Linked DNA regions of Pan troglodytes: region 1 is linked to region 2. The links are chromatin contacts, called in public Hi-C maps. All regions are on one chromosome and are shown on one strand. Each heading gives the region's core, a stretch centred on a gene start, on an enhancer-like site or on the middle of the called end of the contact. The rest is flanking DNA. Distances are from core to core; before and after follow the strand shown. Region 1 overlaps SPON1 (spondin 1). Region 2 holds the start of SPON1 (spondin 1).

Region 1 (4,541 bases), core at 1,748-4,247, 280 kb before region 2:
CAGCAGTCCCCTGGGAGGCAGGTTTCCTCTTCCATTGTCGTAGAGACTGACCGCTCCATCTATTGCCTTCCTGTCTTCCTAAGTAGGTGATTTGGGGCCAGATTAGTCATTCATATCCTGTACCCCATGGGTGACTATTCATAATGACAATCTAAGGGGACAAAACCAGTTCTAATCCAGAGCTGTAGAAACCAAACCAACTGCCACCCTAACACATTACCCTGAAACCTGCCCAGCCAATGGGTGTAACCATCTGAGACCAAGGCCTTGTGGAAATCATTCTCAGTAAATGCATTTTGGCCCAATCTGTTGTATCCAAATCTGTAGCTGAAGCGAGATACCCTCTAGACCTTGGTAAGTGTTTCAAGGTGTGGGAAATGTGGGGCGGCCAATTCCTGACTATGAGGTCACATGGCTGACTTATCTTGGGTGATAGAGTAAATCTGAATCTATAAGGGCCTGAGAACAATTTGATAGCATTTTCAGATATGCCCTGCAGCTTTCTCTCATCCTTGACTGGAGAATCCCTCCTTGACCCCATTTATGTAACATTTCCTGGAGGAGGTATTTCCTGACCTCTCCCCAAATTGCTTAGAACTCCTATTCTACCTCCCCATAGCATGCTGAACTCACTCTTGCTTTGGAATTTTTTGTTAATATCTGCCTTTCCCATCAGGTTCCAATAGAGTGAGGACCATTTCTGCCATGTTCATAGCTATATCCCAATGTCTGGCTTAGAACTTGGCATGCCATGGATTCTCTTCAAATGTTTGTTGAAGTAAATGACTTAATCTAAGAAATGAACATGGAGCTCTTGTATTTCCTTTGACCTTCAAATTTAATTAAGCATCACTTCAAAGTATTTATTCTATAATAAAAATAATTAAATGAATAAGAATCTATATGAATTTTCCTTAGAAAATGCTAGATAGGACTGGAGTGCTTTAATTTGTTCAAACTGTCATAAAAATTTTTATGCTTTTGTATATGCCATGTCTTCCAAGATATATTTTGTTAATTTGGTTTCATCTTTCTACCTGGGACTTAGATTTGTATCCATTTTCTAGCAGAGAGTTGATCTAGCCATACCATATACCAGAGTATATGATAAAGCATGATAGACAAAATAGCGTGATATTCAGATAAGATAGAAATATAAATCAGCAATACAGACTGGAGATCCCAGAAACTATAGATAAGGACTATACAAAATAGGCTTTTCAAATTAGGGGGAAAGGAAAGATTGTGCGACAAGTGGGGTTGGGCTAAGTTAACTGTAATAAAAAAAATACTGGATTCACATTTAATATACCACACAAGAAAAAAAAAAAAAAAAAAACAGACCCAGAGTCAAATAGAAAATAACCAGATTATAGAAAAAAATAAAGCTTTCAAATCTACTAGAGAAATATTAATTTTTTCAACTTTGAAACAATAAAAGCAATTATAAAGAAAAGAATTGACTTATCTATCAATGAAAACCTTCTGTAAAATGAAAACAGCAGTACTGGAGAGAAAAATGACATGCTGGCAAAAAATGTCTCCATTGAGTGTGACTGACAAAGTGTTAATATCTATATTATCTACAGAGTTAATCCAAATATGTAGAAAAAGACAATGATCCCACTAGATAAAGAAAAGTTATGAACAGACAATTCACATCAGATATGAAGACCCAGAGAAATGTTTCCTTTTTCTACATTTGGAGAGGTAGCGTGGTGTGGAGGAAAGAACCCAGGGCATTGGTGACAGTCAGAGCTGGATTAGAATCAGCTGTTTATTTAATAGCTATGTGATGAGGGCTTCCACCTCACCTTTCTTTGCAATTACTACATCTGCCAAATGGGAGCATCATCATCCTACCCCAAGGTTTTATTGTGAGAAAACTGCTTATCATTGTGAGGGACACATAACAGGGCTTGGTAGAGGTTGATTTTCTTCTCATTCAACTTTTCCAAACAAAATGTTCCAAAACACCATAAAAGAAAAGAGGTAAGAAAGGATTTTGATACTGCTTCTAGAGACTTACCATCCCCTCCTAAATTACAGATCCACACCAGTGAGACTCAGGAGGGTTTCCTAAAACACTCATACGCTGTGTTGTCTCTCATCCTGAGTTTTCAATAATCTGAATTTTCAGAGTTGCAAAAACTCAATTTGGCCACGAGAGGGCGCCCAAGCCATTCACTAGGCTGAAGTTCTGCAGGGGTGTGTGTGGAGAAAGGTTTGAGGGAGGTTCCTGCAACGTTGGAAAACGCTGTGTTTATAACCAGGAGGCATCTAGGACTCCAGGTCCATCTGGATGCTTAGACCTACCACCTGCTTCTCTGTCCAAAGCCCATCTTCCTTTAGCATCCCGAGGACATCGATGGACCTGTGCAGGTGTTGCAGGAGGCAGGGAGAGCCCTGACTCTTCCGGCCCAATTTAAGGGAAATCTCTGGCCTCCTGGGGAGCATGGCTTTGGATTTCTGGAGAAGGGTGACCATGTCTCTACTCCACTGGACTCACAAACACGACCTTTGTCTAATCAATGTTAATCCGGCAGAGTGGCTGGGAATAATTTAAGGTGGTGACAGTGGTTTGCAGGATTCATTTTAAGGAAGGAAATAAAAGTTATTCGTAAAAGTTCCAGTAATTCTTAGCATTCAGATGCAATTGGAGGAACTGGATGATGGACATTCAGAATTGATTTGTAGGAAATCTGGGCATTTTCTACTTAGGCACCAGAGGAACTAGGAAAGGATGTGGGTTTTGTTCAGAGTCTGCCTTTCCTGTCTCTACCTGCACCCTGGGCTGTCGGAGCCACAGCTTGATTTATTGAGCTAAACAAGTCAGCAGCTAATTTGCTCATTCATGGCTGTCCTTTGAGAAGTGGTCCTGGGGATAAAGATGCAGATCATTGAAAAACAAGTCAGTTTCAACGGGCAGGACCTTGCAAAGTAGGTCACCCTGGCTTTCCACTGGGCCGAGGGAGGCTGGAATCCCATTAACCTCAATCAGGCAGGCTCAGCAAAGAGAGGCAAGCCTGTTTCTGCAAAACAAAACTTGGCTGCATGTAGGCTTCCTAATTTGACTTCCTAATGAGATTTGGAAGAGGAAAGGGGAGACTGGGGTATGGGAAAATCAAAGGAAAATTCTTTTCCCTTAACAAGCCAGTAGCGCCGAGTGCAGAGGTTTTGGGTGTTTGGGAGGTCTGAGTGTTTGCCATCAATTAATTTTGTTCCACTGGGGCCTCAGGAAGTCTGAGGGGTAGGTGAAATGTGGGAAGGTGTCCCAAAATATTCATTTCAGTTTTTCAGAAAGTCTCTCCCATCTTAAAAAAGAAAAAGAAAATGCTCCTTTGACTCTTTCATCCCCTTGGAGCCAGGTTCTCTTCTTTCATAGCAAACTTCACAGAAGAGTGGTCTGTACTTGCTGACTCCGTAACCTCATGCTCTGTTCACAGCTCACCTGCTCCGGGCTGTTTTTCCCCCTCATCACTCAGCAGAAAGGATTCTCCGTAAGGTCACTGATGACCTTCCTGTCGATAAACCCAAAGGGCTTCCTGTAGCCTTGATCTTTCTTGTTTTCTCGGCTGCACTGGGCACAGCCAACCACCTGCCTCAAACACTTTCTTCCCCTGGCTTTCTCGGTACCAAGCTTCCTTACCAATTTCTTTGCTGCTCCTTTGCTGTGTCCTTTGCAGGCAAGATTCCTCAACATTCAATAGTAGAGATCTTTGGAACTCAGTCCTTAGCCCTTGATTCCTATTCTTATGCCCTTGGCATTGTCTCCCATTCCTTGAGGGCTCCCAATTTTAGATCTCAGTGCAGAATTCTTGCCCTGAGTTCCAGAGCTATCTAGCCAACCATGTACTTAACACCTCTAACTGGAAATCTTGAATACATCTTAACAACTTACACTTAGAACTGATCCCATGATCTTTCCCACTGAACTTCATCTAACGTTTTCAGCCTTGTGAGTGGCTTCACCACTCTTTCATTATGCCAGCCAGACACATGGGAAACATCTTGACTGCTCTTTCTCCACCTCCTTACTCCACCTATCGCCACAGCCTGTTGATTTTACCTCCTACGTGCCTCACACATCTCTGTACCTCTCTCCTTTTCCGCCACCACCACCATCCTAGTGAAGTCACAGTTAATTCTCTCCGGTTTTCTGAAGTAGCCCCCCTCACTGGGCTCCCGCATCTACCCTTTCACACAGGGGCCGAGTGCTGTTATTGCTTTTTATTTTTTAATGCAAATATGATCATGTCATCCTTTTGCTTAAAACCCTTCAAAGATTTACCATTATTATTTGAGACAGGGTCTCGCTCTGTCACCCAGACTGGAGTGCATGGTTCACTGCAGCCTCAGCCTCCTCGGCTAAAGTGATCCTCCTGCCTCAGCCTCCCAGGTAGCTGAGACCACAGGCACAAGCCACCATGCCTGGCTAGTTTTTTAAATTTTTTGTAGAGATGGGGGTCTTGCTTTGTTGCCCAGGCTGTTCTCAAACTCCTGGGCTCGAGTGAGCCTCCTGCTTCCACCTCCCAAAATGT
Region 2 (4,537 bases), core at 157-2,656:
TCCATCTTCATCCAATTCCCCTTCCAGCTCGGAGCTTACCCCAAGCTCTTTGAGGACCCTGTCCCCACTGGGAACCTGTTCTGGAAACCCAAGATACTCTATCTCGTCTGGGACCACGAGAGAATAATTTGGGGTTCTTTCCAAGGACCCTTTCGAGGAGCTTTAGGCTGTCCCTGCCCCTCCTTCCCGCACCCCGGGACCGGTTAGGGAGAAGCCAAAGTCCCTTCTCCTGAAGGGACCTATCCAGGGAAGCCGGAGTGGCTGTCCCGCCCAGGGCCAGTCTTTGAGAATCGGGTACCCTCTCCTTCAGGGACTGAGCGGGGAAAGCTGGAGTGGCTGCCTTGCCCGGGACCCGACCAAGAGAAGCCTGGGTCCCCTCCAGACCGATTTGGAGAAAGGCAGGTTTACTTCCCTCCTGCAGACGGCCGGGGGAGAAGCGAGCCTCCCTTGCAGTCAGGCCGGCGTGACGCGTGGCTCAGTTACATCCTCCGCCTGGGAACCGCGCGTCGGAAACGCGGGGTGCCTCTCCTGGCTGCGGCCCCCGCGACGGCCCGGGACGCTGGATTATGATCCGCGCCGAGCTCGCGACTGCAAGGGCCGAGGGCAGCCAGGACAGAAGGGCCCTTGCCGGGCTGCACCCGCGCCGCGCGCCCGGAGACCGCGCGCCCTCCTCCGGCACCGCGAGGTCGGCGCCCTCCGGGGACCGGGTCCCGCGCTCCTAATGCCACGCCGGGCGACCACTTACCGCGGTAGCTGGTTCCCGGCTTGTAGAAGTCGGGGTCGCCCTCCACGCGGAGGCTGAACTCGGTGTAGCCCTCGCGCCGCGTGCCCTGGGCGCGCAGGATACGGCTGCAGTAGCCCTCTGACTTGGGCACTTTGTCCAGGGTCTCGTCGGAGAAGGCCAGCGCCGCGGCCAGGGGCAGCGCCAGGGCCAGCAGTGCCGGAGTCCGGCTCAGCTTCAGGGGCGCCGGGGACAGCCTCATCTTCGCGGCCCCCAACTTTGTGCCGCGGCCGCCGGCGTTCGCCACGCGACTCCTGCCCGAAGTGGTCCCGACGAAGGCGCGACCTGGCGGAGGCGCGGCGGAGAGAGGGAGCTCGGAGCTGGCGTCGGCGACTCGGAGACCGTGCCCGCCTCGGCTTGGCGGCCGCGGAGCTGCGCTGAGCTGAGCTGAGCTGAGCCAAGCGAACGAGAGCAGCGCGAGGAGGGGAGGGCCGCGGCGAAGGAGCGGGAGGAGGGAGGGCTGATTTTGCCCAGATCCCCCAGCGCAGCGCTGTTTTGTTTCCTCCGAACTGGCGATTAGCGGCGCGGCCGTGTTTATTTTGCGACGTTGGATTCCCAGGGTCTGACGAAGAAACCGTGGCATACCGGACCCTGTGGGCTCTGTCCCATCGCCTAGGAGGCTGCTGCTCCAACCCCCAGCTACACTCCGGACCCTCTGGAGGACGGCGCTCAGAGGAGGGAAAGCCTGAGAAATAACTTTTGTTGCACACCTGCTCTGTGCCCAGCAATATGCTTGGCGGCTTACTTACTGTATCGACTCGCCTTCATGTTCCCTACTCCCAATAAAGATTACATTACTTTCGCTCACTTTATAGATGAGCAAACTGAGACTTGCGACCAGTTACAGCAGGGTTAGATGCGGCGACTCCGGGCCCATTGCTCTTCCCAAGGCCATATTGGAACATGTCAGACTGGAGGCTGAGAAAGCAGAAACGACTTAGCTACAGCGCTTAGGGCCCACGATACTTTTGGAGATCTATGAAAATGTTTTCTGTAAAAATCAGAAGAAAAAAGTTTATGTCAAACAAAATGTTTTACTATATAATGTTAATATATTTGTATTTATACCTCCACAGTCATAAAATATGCTTAACTTGGAGGAAAGAGCCAGCAAAGGCAAAAGTGCCTAAGGCTCAGGAAGGTCCGCCTACAGCCCAGGAAAGGAGTTTCCAAAGATTCAATGAAGAGCCTGTATTTTCTTGGCTTACATTTTAGTTCAGATTCTCAGTCCCCAGGGACAGATGTTCAGAGAGGTGCTGAGCCTGAGGGCCTGAAGGGAAAAGACCTGGGGCAAGAATCTCTCCCAGTGTCTCTCTGGGAAGAGACCCGAATCAAACCTCAGTCCTGCCACTCACCCATTGTGAAGCTTGGGCTAGTTATCGCACTCTCCAAGCTTGTTTCCTGCTCTGGAGAACAAGGGAGTGGGGGTGGGTGCCAGTACATCCTTCCTAGAGGTAGTGGGGTGATATGCTAGAAGTAAATGATATGACCCATATAAAACACTCGAGTTGGTCTCTAGTGGCACCCGCTCCCTCACCCGCTTGGGGATACCATAAGCCCCCTGCCTCTCAGTGCACACAAACATCCCTCCCCAGGTGCCCTCAAAAGCTTTGATTTCCTCGTCTTCTCTTTGCCCAGGGCCTTCGACACACCTCAAGTGCCTACAATTAGCAAGCAATCTCCTTTGCTTTCCAGGTCAGGGTTTTCTCTTTCATAACGCTACAAACAGGCCCAGGGCGCTAGGTGCATGGGAGATCTCCACTCCTCCCTGCCTGCCCACTTACTCCTTAGTGCTTCTGCTGGAATTCCCACTGCCACTATTAACTGGACGCCTTCTCTCAGAGGTCACCTGAAAGTAACCCCTTGCTGAAGCCAATTATGCTCTTCTCTCATCCTTAGCCCTTCTTGACCCTAGCAGCACCTGATCCAGCTGATCGGCCCTCCTTTTTGAGGTGAGGCTCAGATCCATGTCTGAGTGCTGAGGGAATTGTCTGCATCTTCACTCGACTGGCTCAGAGCTCATGCTGCACTCCAAGTTGCACGGTCCCATTCATCCAGCAAACTTTCATTAAGTGTAGATTTGGAGCTAGACTCTGTGCTGACCGGTAGGTAGAAGACGGAACAAAAATTCATCCATCCATCCATCCATGCATCCATCTATCCATCCATTCATTCATGACAAAGACCCTCCACGTGCTCAGTGCTTGGATACAAAACACAGATATGTTACTTGCCTTTGAGGATTTTACAGGCCTGTGGCAAAGGCAAATATTAAATACATAATTATATGAATCTTTTAAAATTATAATTGTGATGTATGCTACAAACTAAAATAAGTGGTTCTTGAAAGTGTACCCGATCTTATCTCAGAGGGCAGGAAACTACAGAAATGAATAAATTGTGACCCCTGTCTTCACAAAGCTTATTTTATGTCTGAAAGCTCAAATCTGTGCTCTTGAACCTCTATTCATCTACAAAAGGTTCAAATCTAAGTTGGAGATGGGTGGGCATGAAGTAGGCAGGAATGCAATATTTAACTTTTTATTGGATATTGACAGGAAAACTATGGGAAGTAGGCAGTCCCAATTCACCTCCGCACTCCCATTGTTCAGATTAGGAGCCTATGAAATTACCTGCTGAGGTAATGTTCCATGGCTATTAAGGGAAAGAGCCAGGATTTAAAACAGGCATCCCCAACACCAAATGAGGTACTTTCCAGTACACAGTGTTGGCCCTATCATCTGGGCTATGACGGCAGGCTCTAACCAGCTCACCAAGCTCCAATCCCACTACGTGAGCTAGGTTTTCCTAAACCAGCTTGGCTGTCACTCAGACCTCTGCTGTCTTCTCCACTCATCCGATCCATCACCACATCAAGTTTCACGCTCTTCTCCACCACTACCCCTGTCTGTGTTGACATCCTCTCTCATCTTCCTAACTGGGTTGCCCTTGTCTACTTGTGCTCTCCTTCCATCTGTCTTCTGCACTGAGCCCAAGTGATCTTTTTAAAAATGCAGACTTGAATGTCAATCCTGAGGTTAACATTTTTTCTCGGTGGTTTTTCAGAGCTCTCAGAATAAAGACAGAATCTTCAGCCAGGCCTCCAAGGCTCTGCTTGATCTGCTTCTCCAGCCATGCAGCTCTTCTCTCATGGGCTTTGCCTGTGCTGTTCTCTCTGCCTGGAATCCTATCATGCTCTTTGGTCTCTCCTTCCCACCACTCTCCATTGGCCAACTCCTATGTACTCTTCAGATCTCAGTGCAAAACTGCCTCCCCAAAGAAGGCCTTTCTGATTTCCTAGAATAGATCCAGCCCCCAAAACTCTGCTGGAGCTCATGAGTACCTTTTCTTTTAATCTCCTCCTCCTCCTCCTCCTTCTTCTTCCTTCCTCCTCCTCCCTCTCCTCCTCCTCCTCCGTCTTCTTTCTCCTTTCTCCTTTCCTCTTTCTTCTTTCTTCTTGAGGCAGGGTCTTCCTATGTTGCTCAGGTTGGTCTCAAACTCTTGGGCTCAAGCAATCCTCCTGCCTCAGCCTCCCAAAGTGTTGGGACTACAGGCATGAGCCACCACACCTAGCTTCTTTTAATATTAAGATTTATAATGACCCATTGATTTATAAGTTTGATGTTTAAAATTTTACATTTGTTCAGTATTTGTCTCCATTCTAAATTCTAAGCTCCAGAAGGGTAGGGGATGTCTATGGGGCTTACCACTGTATTTTCCGTGCACATCATAGTGCCCGGCCCCTGGTAGGGGCTC

The links. Hi-C and Micro-C count contacts between places; a contact is called where the count stands out from the background.
Region 1: a contact with region 2 is called in a Hi-C map of induced pluripotent stem cells, with 3 times the contacts expected there. The contact joins the enhancer-like site here to the promoter of SPON1 in region 2. A contact is called at or near these places in 6 of 7 Hi-C or Micro-C datasets (blood, induced pluripotent stem cells, a lymphoblastoid cell line and 2 more), 1 of 1 datasets of contacts at active chromatin or transcription factors (stem cell-derived excitatory neurons) and 1 of 1 other capture datasets (stem cell-derived neural stem cells).

The regions. Positions count from the first base shown.
Region 1 is chr9:18,340,002-18,344,542 of NHGRI_mPanTro3-v2.0_pri, reverse strand. All of the region lies in intron 7 of SPON1 (spondin 1), which reads right to left. Among named protein-coding and RNA genes, the nearest start is that of RRAS2, 110 kb to the left of the region's middle. Within about 2 kb of position 2,997, at least 5 of the 24 cell types and tissues checked have an H3K27ac peak or open chromatin away from gene starts, as enhancers often do. A contact at or near this core is called in induced pluripotent stem cells, where this site is marked.
Region 2 is chr9:18,054,805-18,059,341 of NHGRI_mPanTro3-v2.0_pri, reverse strand. SPON1 (spondin 1) reads right to left here and starts at 1,406. Exons shown (of 16, transcript XM_508295.7): 1 at 746-1,406. The coding sequence starts at 1,364.